3 separate regions of the Mus musculus genome follow, and all the other regions are linked to region 2. Evidence: chromatin contacts called from public HiCAR-type and promoter capture Hi-C data. All regions are on one chromosome and are shown on one strand. The core of a region is the stretch at or near the end of the contact, and the rest is flanking DNA. Distances in the headings are between cores, read along the strand shown.

Region 1 (3,180 bases), core at 414-2,913, 1.6 Mb before region 2:
TGTTACAGCAGAAACAGGCTTAGAAAGACATACATATTTTTATAATCTATGTCTCAGAATGTCATACCTTTTGGAGGGTAGGGTGGGGCATAAAGGAGTTAGCTTAAATTTATAACTCCATGTTATAACCCAGTATTGTGGAAAAGTTAGGGTAGGGACTTCAAATTTGTCACATCACATCCAGAGCCAAGAGCTGAGAGAAAAGAATGCATGCACGTGTACTTGCTTGTTTGTATCTTTATTTCTGCACTTCTAGCTCAAGACACCTTGCCTAGGGAATGGTTCTGCCCACAATGGGCTGAGTCTTCCCACATCTATTTATTAAGGCAGTGCCCTACAAACAGACCCACAGGCCAATTCTGTGTAGATAATCAATCTCTCATTGCAGCTGCTTTTCCAAATGATTCTAGGTTTTGCCACTACTGCACCCTGACATCACGTTACATTTTGAGAAAAATGTTTTCAGCTAATATCCCAGACAACTATTCCTGAACAGAAATAATAGCTCTGCCACTTACACAGGGCTTGAAAGTTAACATTTAGGTTTATTTGGATGGTAAGTGTTGTTATCACACTGTTGTTGCAGTAGAAACTAAAACACAGGAGACTAGTATAGAATCATGCAGCTTTTCCTTCCTCCAAAATGTCTTGATGGAGTGAACTACTTTGAACTCATGATAGCATGAGATCCATCGTGCTGTGAAGAGGTGGAGCTCCTCTTGTTGACAGAAGAATTTGCCCTACTCAGGAGACATCTCACTAACCCAGCTCCTGATAGAGAAGCCAGTTCTGCAAGGAGTAATCACGCTGTAAGCATCACATTATATGCAGGTTTGAGTGACCACCTACAGCTGACTTGAGAGTTGCCTATGGCATCTTGGAATGGGAATTCAATTTGGAAACAGTGACTTCTAACCAGTGAGACGGCTGATGGGTGGGAGAAGAACCTTATTTTGCAAATCTTTAAACGTGCCAACAGCAGAGGGCAGTGAAGAGGCAACTTAATGGGTGAAGAGGCGTTTGACCAGAAGCTTAGTGGTTAGGACTCTAAGGAGCCAACAACCCTTTATGAAAGAGGATGCTGGGAAGGGAAGCGATGCTTGTAAGGTTTTCCTACTCCAGGTACAAAGAATTTATTCTTCTGGTTCTCCCTAGCTTCTGACAACCCAGGTAAATATGAGTTGGACAAATAAATTCTTTAACGGGCCCAGGACACTTTGCATGTTAACGACTACAAACTCTCAGTCGTTTTTGAGGACAATGCCATCCCTACGCGAGAGGGATTATTTGGGGAGCTACAGAATCTTTGGGAAGGAGTTTAGATAATAGGCCAAACGAAAACCTCAGCCTTCTCCCAGAAAGGGTACAGTGACTGAGACATGTGGCAATAGGCTGCTGAAGTTGAAACCTCGGGTAGAGGAGCCAGAGCCTGGAGGCTGCCCAGCGGCTCCCCCAAGTGTACTCAGCCTCTCACCACAGGTCACAGCTGCCCTGAGGCTAGCCGCTGGCAGAAAAAGCTTCGGAACTCCCAGAGGCAGCGGGACAGCTGCTGCCTTGTTCTTCAGCTCAGCGGTGGCTTTCTCCTTCTTTTCTTCTTCCTTCCCCCTCTCTCTCCCCCTGCAGAAATCAGTCATTCCCTTCCCTTGTCCCACGCCTCCGCGCAGGATCCTCCCACTCCGGCTCCTAAAGCGTTAACCCCGGAGTGTCCCAAAGCCCCACCACTAGCTCCCAAGGTTCCTAAAAAGGAACAAGGTTTGTCCAGACAGAGACTAATAGATCAAAGGCAGGGCATACTTCCTGTTGCCCCGACCTTATATAAAACGTCATGATTGCCTGGGCTGCAGAGACGCACCTAGCACTGACCCAGCGGCTGCCTCCTGAGGTTTCCCGAGGACCACAATGAACAAGTGGCTGTGCTGCGCACTCCTGGTGGTAAGTCGTGGGCAGGAGGCTGCTGACCACCTGGGCTCGGGACCTCCCCTCCTGCTGATGGGGACCAAGCCCGGCTACCTCAGGAGGGAGCTGGGGTTTGGTTGGAACACGAAGCCTCTTTCTAGCTACAGCAGCAGGCTGCCCTGAAGAGTGAATGGCTTTTTCATGAAAAGTTCCAGCTGAGTTTATGCAGATGGGAGAGGGACACGGAGAGAGGCCTTTTTAAAGACTTTTTTGCTTGGTTTTTATTCATTTTATTTACCTTATTTATTTACTTACTTATGTTCTTATGTGGAACACCATACCTTCGCTTCACCGAACTTTTTTATTACTGCAGGTGTTGGAAAGAGAGGCCAGACTTTTTTGAAACTTCTGTAGAAAAGTTTGGATGGAGAGGATAGTCTGAAACAACATTAGCCTAACTTACATATGGGTTGTGGGCAATACAGAAAATATTCTCTTATTTTTCTGTGCAATTTGCTGTTTTACTAAAGTTCTATTAGTCTAGTTCTCAACTTCAGTAGTGTGAAAAATATGAACAGACTAATGATTATTACGTTGTAGAATATAGTTAAACAACCAGATCAGTTCAACTATAAAGAAAGATGGTTCAAACCTGTTTTGAAACGTTGTTTGGAAAATAAAGGAATCTCTTTTATTGGCTCAGGCATTTGGCAAATTGTTATTTAGGTTTATAGACAAGTTTTTTCCATGCCCCAAATTTGTTTCCTTCACATCAGTAGCCTGTGAAACACATGAAGTTACAAATCAGACAGAGAAGTCTGTCTTTGAGTGATTTCTCTGTCTGGAATGCACTAGAGTCAGTGTTTCAATTTCATCCTCCTGCTCACATAGTGAGAATTAAAAACTATGTAGTCTTTCCCTGAGCTTCAGGGACACACAGACAATCATATGTAATACCAAAGTCACTTAGGAAAAAGTGGACAGGAGAGTATACATACATATGCCAACTTCATGTGTACATATGCAGATATGTATACATGTATATACATATATATTACATATATCCACTAATATGGACATATGGAGAATTTTCTAATTTTACTTTATTTTAGGTGTATATGTGGTTCCCTTGCATGTATGTCTGTGTACTGCTTGTGCATCTGATGCTAACTGAGGCCAGAGGAGGGCATCAAGTCCCTTAGAACCGGAGTTACAGACAGTTGTGAGCTGCCATGTCGGTGATGGGAATGAAACCCGAGTCTCTGGAAGAGCAGCCAGTGCTCT
Region 2 (3,322 bases), core at 27-2,526:
TAATTCAGCTATTCCACTCTGAAATCAACTGAAACACATTCCCATACAAAAAAATCCATTAAAAAATTTTTGTCATTATTTACAAATTCGTTCATACAGATGAACGAATGCAAAGGCTGCCACGTAGTCACTCAACAAATTAGCAAGAGAAAAAAATAACATAAGTATATGCTGAAAGAACCTGGACCAATAGAGCTCACATGCTATGTGATTCTTATCACATACAACTGGAAAAACACTAACACTGGCTCCCTGGGGATGGAGGCAAACATGCCACGGGATGCAAGGAAACTTCTTGGATAACACTTGTTTTCACTCTTGCAACTATGATAAGGTCACAAGTATATTCCTAAACATATGCCATAACTTTACATTTGCACAGCTTACTGTAGTCTAGTTAAGTCTAGAAAGGGGTTACACTATTGTCTGAATTCTTCAGCTTCGGGGCATCTCCTTCAGGAGAAATTTTGCTCTAAAATTTTTAAAGTAATTTTAAAAAGCAAGTACAGCGTGATCCATTTGAACTTTGAAAAGCACGATGGGGTTGGGGGACAGATATGCTTGTGACACTTCTAGCGGTAATGAGCATAGCTAGTATAGGAGTCGCCTGGGGTGGGGGAGAGACGCATGCTGGGTAACAGTTCTGGGGAAAATAGGGGTGACCATGTCTGGAATCGCTCATGTCAGATGGCAGACTCATGCTGGGGACATTGGCATAACGGGGTGTCCACCCGTCGTAACCCTGAGCAAGAGATAGATGCACGGTGGGGACTTTGGGTATAAGGGGGTGTGTCCATGCCTGAGGGTTTTCCAGGGCGTGAGACAGACACATACTGGGAACCAAGGGTGTAAAGCAGGATGGCCAGCCTGAGGTCTTCCAGGTATGGGGTAAGGAGGAGGTGGGACCTCCACACCTGCGGCCTCTCAGGGCAAGGGGATACACGCTGAGGACCTGGGGTGTAGAGGCGACCCGGCCACCCTGAGGTCGCCCGCGGAGGCCCGCTTTCACCAGCTCTGTCACCCCAGGCGCCCACCTGCATGTTCCTGAGCAGCTGGAAGATCTCCATGGTGCGGTACACGATGTCCTGCACGGTCTCCTGCCCGATGCGGCACAGCGTGGCCGTGTTGACCTCGCGCGCGGCCTGCTGAGCCTGCGGGCCGCCGAAGGGCCCGGACGCCATGCCCGTGGGCGCCAGCGGAGGGGTGGACATGGCACCCCCGGCGGCTCGGGTCCGGCGCGAGCCCACTCGGCCGATTTCAAAAAAGCGGCGCCACTTCCGCCCGCCGCGATGCAAGCGCTGTACCGGAAGACTGGCGCCTCGCGGAGCCTGACGCGATTGGGCTCCGCAGTTGGGAACGGTAAGACAGACAGGAAATTACCCAATCAGAAGTAGAGTTCTGCCCAGGGGGCGGTACCAGTGATAGATGGGGTGGGCTTTCCCAGAGTTCTGTCTGTGCCCTAAGTTGTGTGTCTGGCTGGTTCTCTGCTTCTGTTGGGTTCTTGCAGAGCATTCTTTCTCATAACAAACCTATGAGACATGTCTAATTACAGATAGGATGCAGGTTCAGAGGGCTTGAACTAGTTGTTGCACTGGCAATCTTCTGTTCAAAGTCAGAAAACATGATTTCTGTTCTTGTACGCTTCTGGGTAACAAGAAACCCACCACCAGGATTGCTTTTGTTCCCTGTTTGAGTATTTTCCAAGTTCCTCTAAGTAATACACCTGTAGACATGCACTACTTTCTGATTGTGAAACTCCAGTAATAATCCCTCCCCAATGTACATCTGAAATTGCAGCCCCAGATACTTCTCTGCATTTCCCATACATGTCTACAAAATATTAATATGTAAATTAGACACAGTAAGACATTAATGGTAATGTAAATATAGCAATATATTACAGTTACTCCTAACTTGACTGTGCTAACTATTCCTAACTATGCTGTGCCCAGGATAGAAATAGCATAGTAAAAAGTTCAGTAGAAGCTGCCCTCATAGAGAATAAACATTAATTACTGTGATGACTGTGTTAGGATGAGAGCCCAAGGTCCTGACGTCAGGGTGCTCTTTAGTGGACCTTGTACAAGATGAAGGGAGTAAATCTGGGTCTTAAAAATAGATGAAAATGGAGCACTAATTACACCCAAATTGTAGCTTTGGAGACCCAGAAGCCATCACCAACACTTGAGGGAATGCTTTTATTATGGTGAGTATTGGGAAATATGATAGAAGACAGGTAAACAATGGAGGATCTAAAACCATGTAAGGACACTCTGACTGAGCGACAAAGCACATCATAGAAGTGTTTCAAGGAGACAGATCTAAACGTGAAATCTTCAGGACAGATTTAACTGGCTGTTCAGTGGAGAGAGGCTGGTGAATGGTGAGTGCTGCTTCCCTCCTCTTGAAGTTATTGATGCAGATGATCTGAATTAGTGAAGGACTCAGTGGGCGACTTGTTAGCGAAAATCTACAGAACCTGATGTTGTTATAGATGGGTGCATCTGGAGAAGAAGGAATAAAGAGAGCACCTACTTGTGACCTGAATAAATGGTGGAGCTTCTGCCATATCCAAAGAGAGGGAAGAAAAATCAAATTTCAAAGAAGCAGTTCATTCTGTTGTTTTCCTAATGCCTTGATAAAGCATTACCCCAAACTAACATTTTTAGAGCTCAGACACCCAAACCAACTTCAAGGTGGTGGCATGGCTGTGTTCTTTTCTAAACTACCAGGGACTTTCCAATATCTTGTCTTTTCCAGTTTCTAAGGGCTACATGCATTCTGGGTCTTACAGTTCCTTATTAGCTCAAAATGGATTTCTACCATATTTGAGGTCACCATACATTGCTACAAAAAGAGGAATTAGTCTTTGACCAACATTTATGAGAATGGAAAAAAATAGATCAAAACCATTTCCCCCTCAAGGTTCTCTTACAGTGAGTGCTACCTCTGCTTTTTTTCTGCTTCTCCCTTCTCCAGTCAAGGATCTTATGTTTGTGTTAAAATGACCCAAATAATTCAGGCTACCTTCTGATTTTAAGGTTAGATGTCCTGCAACTTCAGTTCTATTTACTACTTTAATCTCCAGCCTCCTTGTCATGTAATACATATTCACAGCTTCAGAGGATTGGGAGGTAAAAATTTTGGGGAAAGTGGCTGTGGTGGTTTGAATATGCTAGGCCCATAGGAAGAGGCACTATTAGGTGTGGCTTTGTTGGAGTAGGCGTGGCCTTGCTAGAGAAAATGAGGCACTATGAGCTTTGAAGTCCTATGCTCAAGCTCCATCTTTCATGGAAGAAAGCCTCCTCCTGGCTTCTTGTAG
Region 3 (3,528 bases), core at 1,024-3,523, 1.0 Mb before region 2:
GCAATCATGAGAACTGGCATTGGATCCTTAAAACTGAAACAAACAAACAAACAAAAGTTAGGCAGCAAGCACATAGGATCTCAGCTCCAGGAGGGAAGAAACAGATGGATCTCTGGGCTCACTGCCCAACCATCCGAGTCGTTTGGTAAGTTCCTGGCCAGTGAATGACCGGTCTCAAATAACAGGATGGGCAGTATCTAAGGAATAGCAGTCAATATTGTCTTCTGGGTACCTCATATGTGTGTGTGTGTGTGTATGTATATGTATATATATGTATGTATATATACATATGTGTGTGTGTATGTGTGTGTGCACATGCACATATCCACACATACATGCATACACAGGCAAGCACACAAAATACTAGTAAAAAAATAAGTGAACTTCATAGACTGGCAACTGAATATAACAGTTAAAGTAATTGACTATTTTCTACACACTTCTTTCCATGATAGATAAAGTGGACATTATTTGTGGGGTTTTTTGTTTTGTTTTGTTTTTAAGTTAATTAGTTTAAGTGTTTGTGAACTATCACATTTCTTTTTCATATTTAGAGACTGTTTTCTGAATAAATGAGCATTTAAAGTCTCTAAAGCAGGCATTGACAGTTTATTATATATAAATGTGTGTTTCCTTCTCCCCCTCTCTTCTTTCTTTTTTCTGCAATCTTGAGTATGATCACACAAGAGCAGTCAGCTAAAGAGGACAGGAGTTAAAGTAAAGTTATATGTTGGTTTGAATAAGAATGGCCCCCTATAGACTTAGGTTTTTGAATCCTTGGTCATCTGTTTGTTGATAGAGAAGATCATTGGGAAAGATTTGGAGCTGTGTCCTTGTTTGAGGAAGTGTATCACTAGAAACGGTTTTGATATTCCAGAAGCCCACACTATTCCCAGTGTGCTCTCTGTATCCCATGGTCATGTTACAAGATGTAAGTGACTGATCCAAGGCTGTGATGCCTGCTTCCTGCCATGCTTTCTATCACGATGGTCACAAACTCACCCTTTGGAACTATAAACCCAAAATAAGCTCTCTCTCTCTCTCTCTCTCTCTCTCTCTCTCTCTCTCTCTCTCTCTCTCTCCCCTCTGCCTTGCTTTTGGTGTCTTATCACAGAAATAGAGAAGTAGTAAGTAATACAGAACACTACAGGAAAGTCAAAGAAGGAAGCTCCTACAGTTTCCAAACTGATTTAGAATGATGCTGATATCCTATCTACACTTTCTGGTAGTTGTCTTGTGAGTCTCACTTTGTCTTAGGAATGGTTAGGAAAGAACTAAGGTCTACGATCTTTCACAGTCAACAATTAAGCCTCATACAAACTCATCCAGTAGAGACTTCACACAGTAATTACATCTTAGTAGTAACAGTGTTCTCTTATAAATCAAAAGCAAGTAAATTAAGAGAGCATTTGTATTGCACAAAAAGATAAGGGTAGCTAAATTAAAAAATGAAATCTGCCTGTAAAGGCACTTTCTAATATGTTCCTTCAATACTAAGTTTATTTAAACCAGTTAATTGTTTAACTGCTTAGGAGAAAAGCTTCATCTTTAGCTTGGCAAGCTTGAAATTTACTACATAAACTGAAATAGAGGGTGGGGCTGAGTTCCTACTATTCAAATACACTGTTGCATATCTCGGTAATCAATGGTGATAAAAAGTCAAGACCCTATTTATTGGCTGATCTGTAGCCAAAGTTGCATTGTGAAATTGTTATTAGTCTACTCCATATTAGCTTGTCAAAGTGTAGCATTAAGGAGTCATAATGACAACAATCCCCAGTTTGCTCTAGTTTTTAGATTTGCTCTGTCTCCCCTTCTCTTCTGTAGCACAAGATGGTCCTTAGTCATATCTCCATCCCAACAGCAATCAGGTTTTGAGAGTAAATACCATAAGCTGATGCCCTTAAATAGCTGACCCTTTAATTCTCTGTGTGAATTGGAACAGCAGACTGAATCTATCCCCATACATGAGATTAGGGCATTGCCCTCTGCAGAAGGTAGGAGTGGGACCTGCATGGGTGTCTCATTCTTGTCCTGCCCTCTATCCCTTTGCCTTCCTGTGTTCACACTCTGTTAGGCTAAACACACATTATAAATTACTATAAAACATAGCTGAAATGATTGTATTGAAATCAAATAAGAATCCTTTGCAAAAAAAAATAATCATTTGCAAACAATCTTTCTCTTGAGGATATGAGTCTTGCATAGAGTCTTCCTGTAAAAGAGAAAGTAAAAGTGTCTGAAACACATTTTCATTTTGTCGATATAAAGAGCAGAACTAGTTTAGACAGGAAATGTCTGGGATCCTGCTTCGTATCACAATGCACAGAGGTTAAGATAATAAACTGCCTCAGGCCTTTTTCAGGGCAGCAAAACAAACCAAAATTGTCTCTGGGGTTGTAAACCAAGGACTGATGTGGTAGAGCTGAACATACAGAAGAAGCACTGGGGTAAATGTTTTTTTAATGGTTGCCTTTGGGCAGAACTTTTTTTCTATTAGTTTACTGTTCCTAGAAAATAGGAAATTCTTTTTTTTTTTTCCATTTTTTATTAGGTATTTAGCTCATTTACATTTCCAATGCTATACCAAAAGTCCCCCTTACCCACCCACCCCCACTCTCAGCTCTTTGGACTACTATTACTTTGGTTTAGGCTCCTACTGTGAGGGGAAAAGAAGACATGGCAGCTATTTTAAAAATGAGGAAATGATCATGGATACAAAGAAGAGTGTGGACACAGGACGGCAAAGGGAAGGGGGATGGGGAAGGATGAACACCCATGCAGTTCTGTTCCTATTTGCTGCAGAGGGCAATATGCTAATCTCATGCATGGTAATAGATTAAGCTTGTTCCAATTCACACAGAGAAGTAAAGGTTCGGCTCTTCAAGGGCAACAGCTTAAGGTATTTACTCTCAAAACCTGATTGCTGTTGAAATAGAAGGAATGATGCTGCTGCAGGGAGATGTGACTGGGGACCGTCTTGGTGCTATAGAAAAGAGTTGGAGAGAGAGTAAATCTAAAAACTAGAGCAAAACGGAGATTGTTGTCATGATGACTCCTTAATGCTACATCTTGAAAAGCTAACGTGTAGCAGACTAATAACATAATAAAGGCATGGGTAAGTGTCGCTGATAAATAGGGTCATGACTTTGGATCACCACTGGTTAGAGAGAGATGACACTGTATTTTAGTAAGAGAAACTCAACCTCACCCTTCATTTAATTTGTTTATGTTTACATATCTTAAGCTCAGGTTTACTTATTTCAAGGCATACGTCACCAAATTCACAATTAATTGTAATAGAAGATAGTGTGAAGGAAAAATAAGGGGTCTCCTTGGGTATTAATTAGCTTTAGAACCACCGAGTTTCTGATAAAGAATATAGCTAAGATTATAGCCCAATGAAGGGCTGTTGAAGATCCATTCTGAGTTGACTTGACACATTTGGGTAAATTATCCTCTGAAGCTAGGCTGATGGGCTCGAGTCCTCTGTTCCTTAGGGAATAAGCAAGTTAAAGGATGACCTTT

Evidence for each region. Promoter capture Hi-C pulls out the DNA fragments that hold promoters and counts their contacts. HiCAR-type assays count read pairs that join an accessible place to other places.
Region 1: a contact with region 2 is called in a HiCAR-type map of astrocytes, with 2.4 times the contacts expected there. The contact joins the promoter of Tnfrsf11b here to the promoter of Med30 in region 2. A contact is called at or near these places in 1 of 39 promoter capture datasets (hippocampal neurons) and 2 of 115 datasets of contacts at active chromatin or transcription factors (astrocytes and stem cell-derived neural progenitor cells).
Region 3: a promoter capture Hi-C map of second pharyngeal arch cranial neural crest shows a contact between it and region 2, with 7 times the contacts expected there. The contact joins the enhancer-like site here to the promoter of Med30 in region 2. A contact is called at or near these places in 8 of 39 promoter capture datasets (the 3T3-L1 cell line, 3T3-L1-derived adipocytes, the C10 cell line and 5 more), 1 of 484 Hi-C or Micro-C datasets (bone marrow-derived macrophages), 3 of 115 datasets of contacts at active chromatin or transcription factors (astrocytes, large pre-B cells and stem cell-derived neural progenitor cells) and 2 of 9 other capture datasets (adipose tissue and liver).

What each region holds. Positions count from the first base shown.
Region 1 is chr15:54,276,967-54,280,146 of GRCm38.p6, reverse strand. Tnfrsf11b (tumor necrosis factor receptor superfamily, member 11b (osteoprotegerin)) reads left to right here and starts at 1,663. Exons shown (of 5, transcript NM_008764.3): 1 at 1,663-1,932. The coding sequence starts at 1,900.
Region 2 is chr15:52,710,399-52,713,720 of GRCm38.p6, reverse strand. It overlaps Med30 (mediator complex subunit 30), which reads right to left and starts at 1,276. Exons shown (of 4, transcript NM_027212.2): 1 at 1,035-1,276. The coding sequence starts at 1,211.
Region 3 is chr15:53,723,081-53,726,608 of GRCm38.p6, reverse strand. All of the region lies in intron 2 of Samd12 (sterile alpha motif domain containing 12), which reads left to right. Among named protein-coding and RNA genes, the nearest start is that of Mir28c, 110 kb to the right of the region's middle. Within about 2 kb of position 2,273, at least 55 of the 459 cell types and tissues checked have an H3K27ac peak or open chromatin away from gene starts, as enhancers often do. A contact at or near this core is called in second pharyngeal arch cranial neural crest, where this site is marked.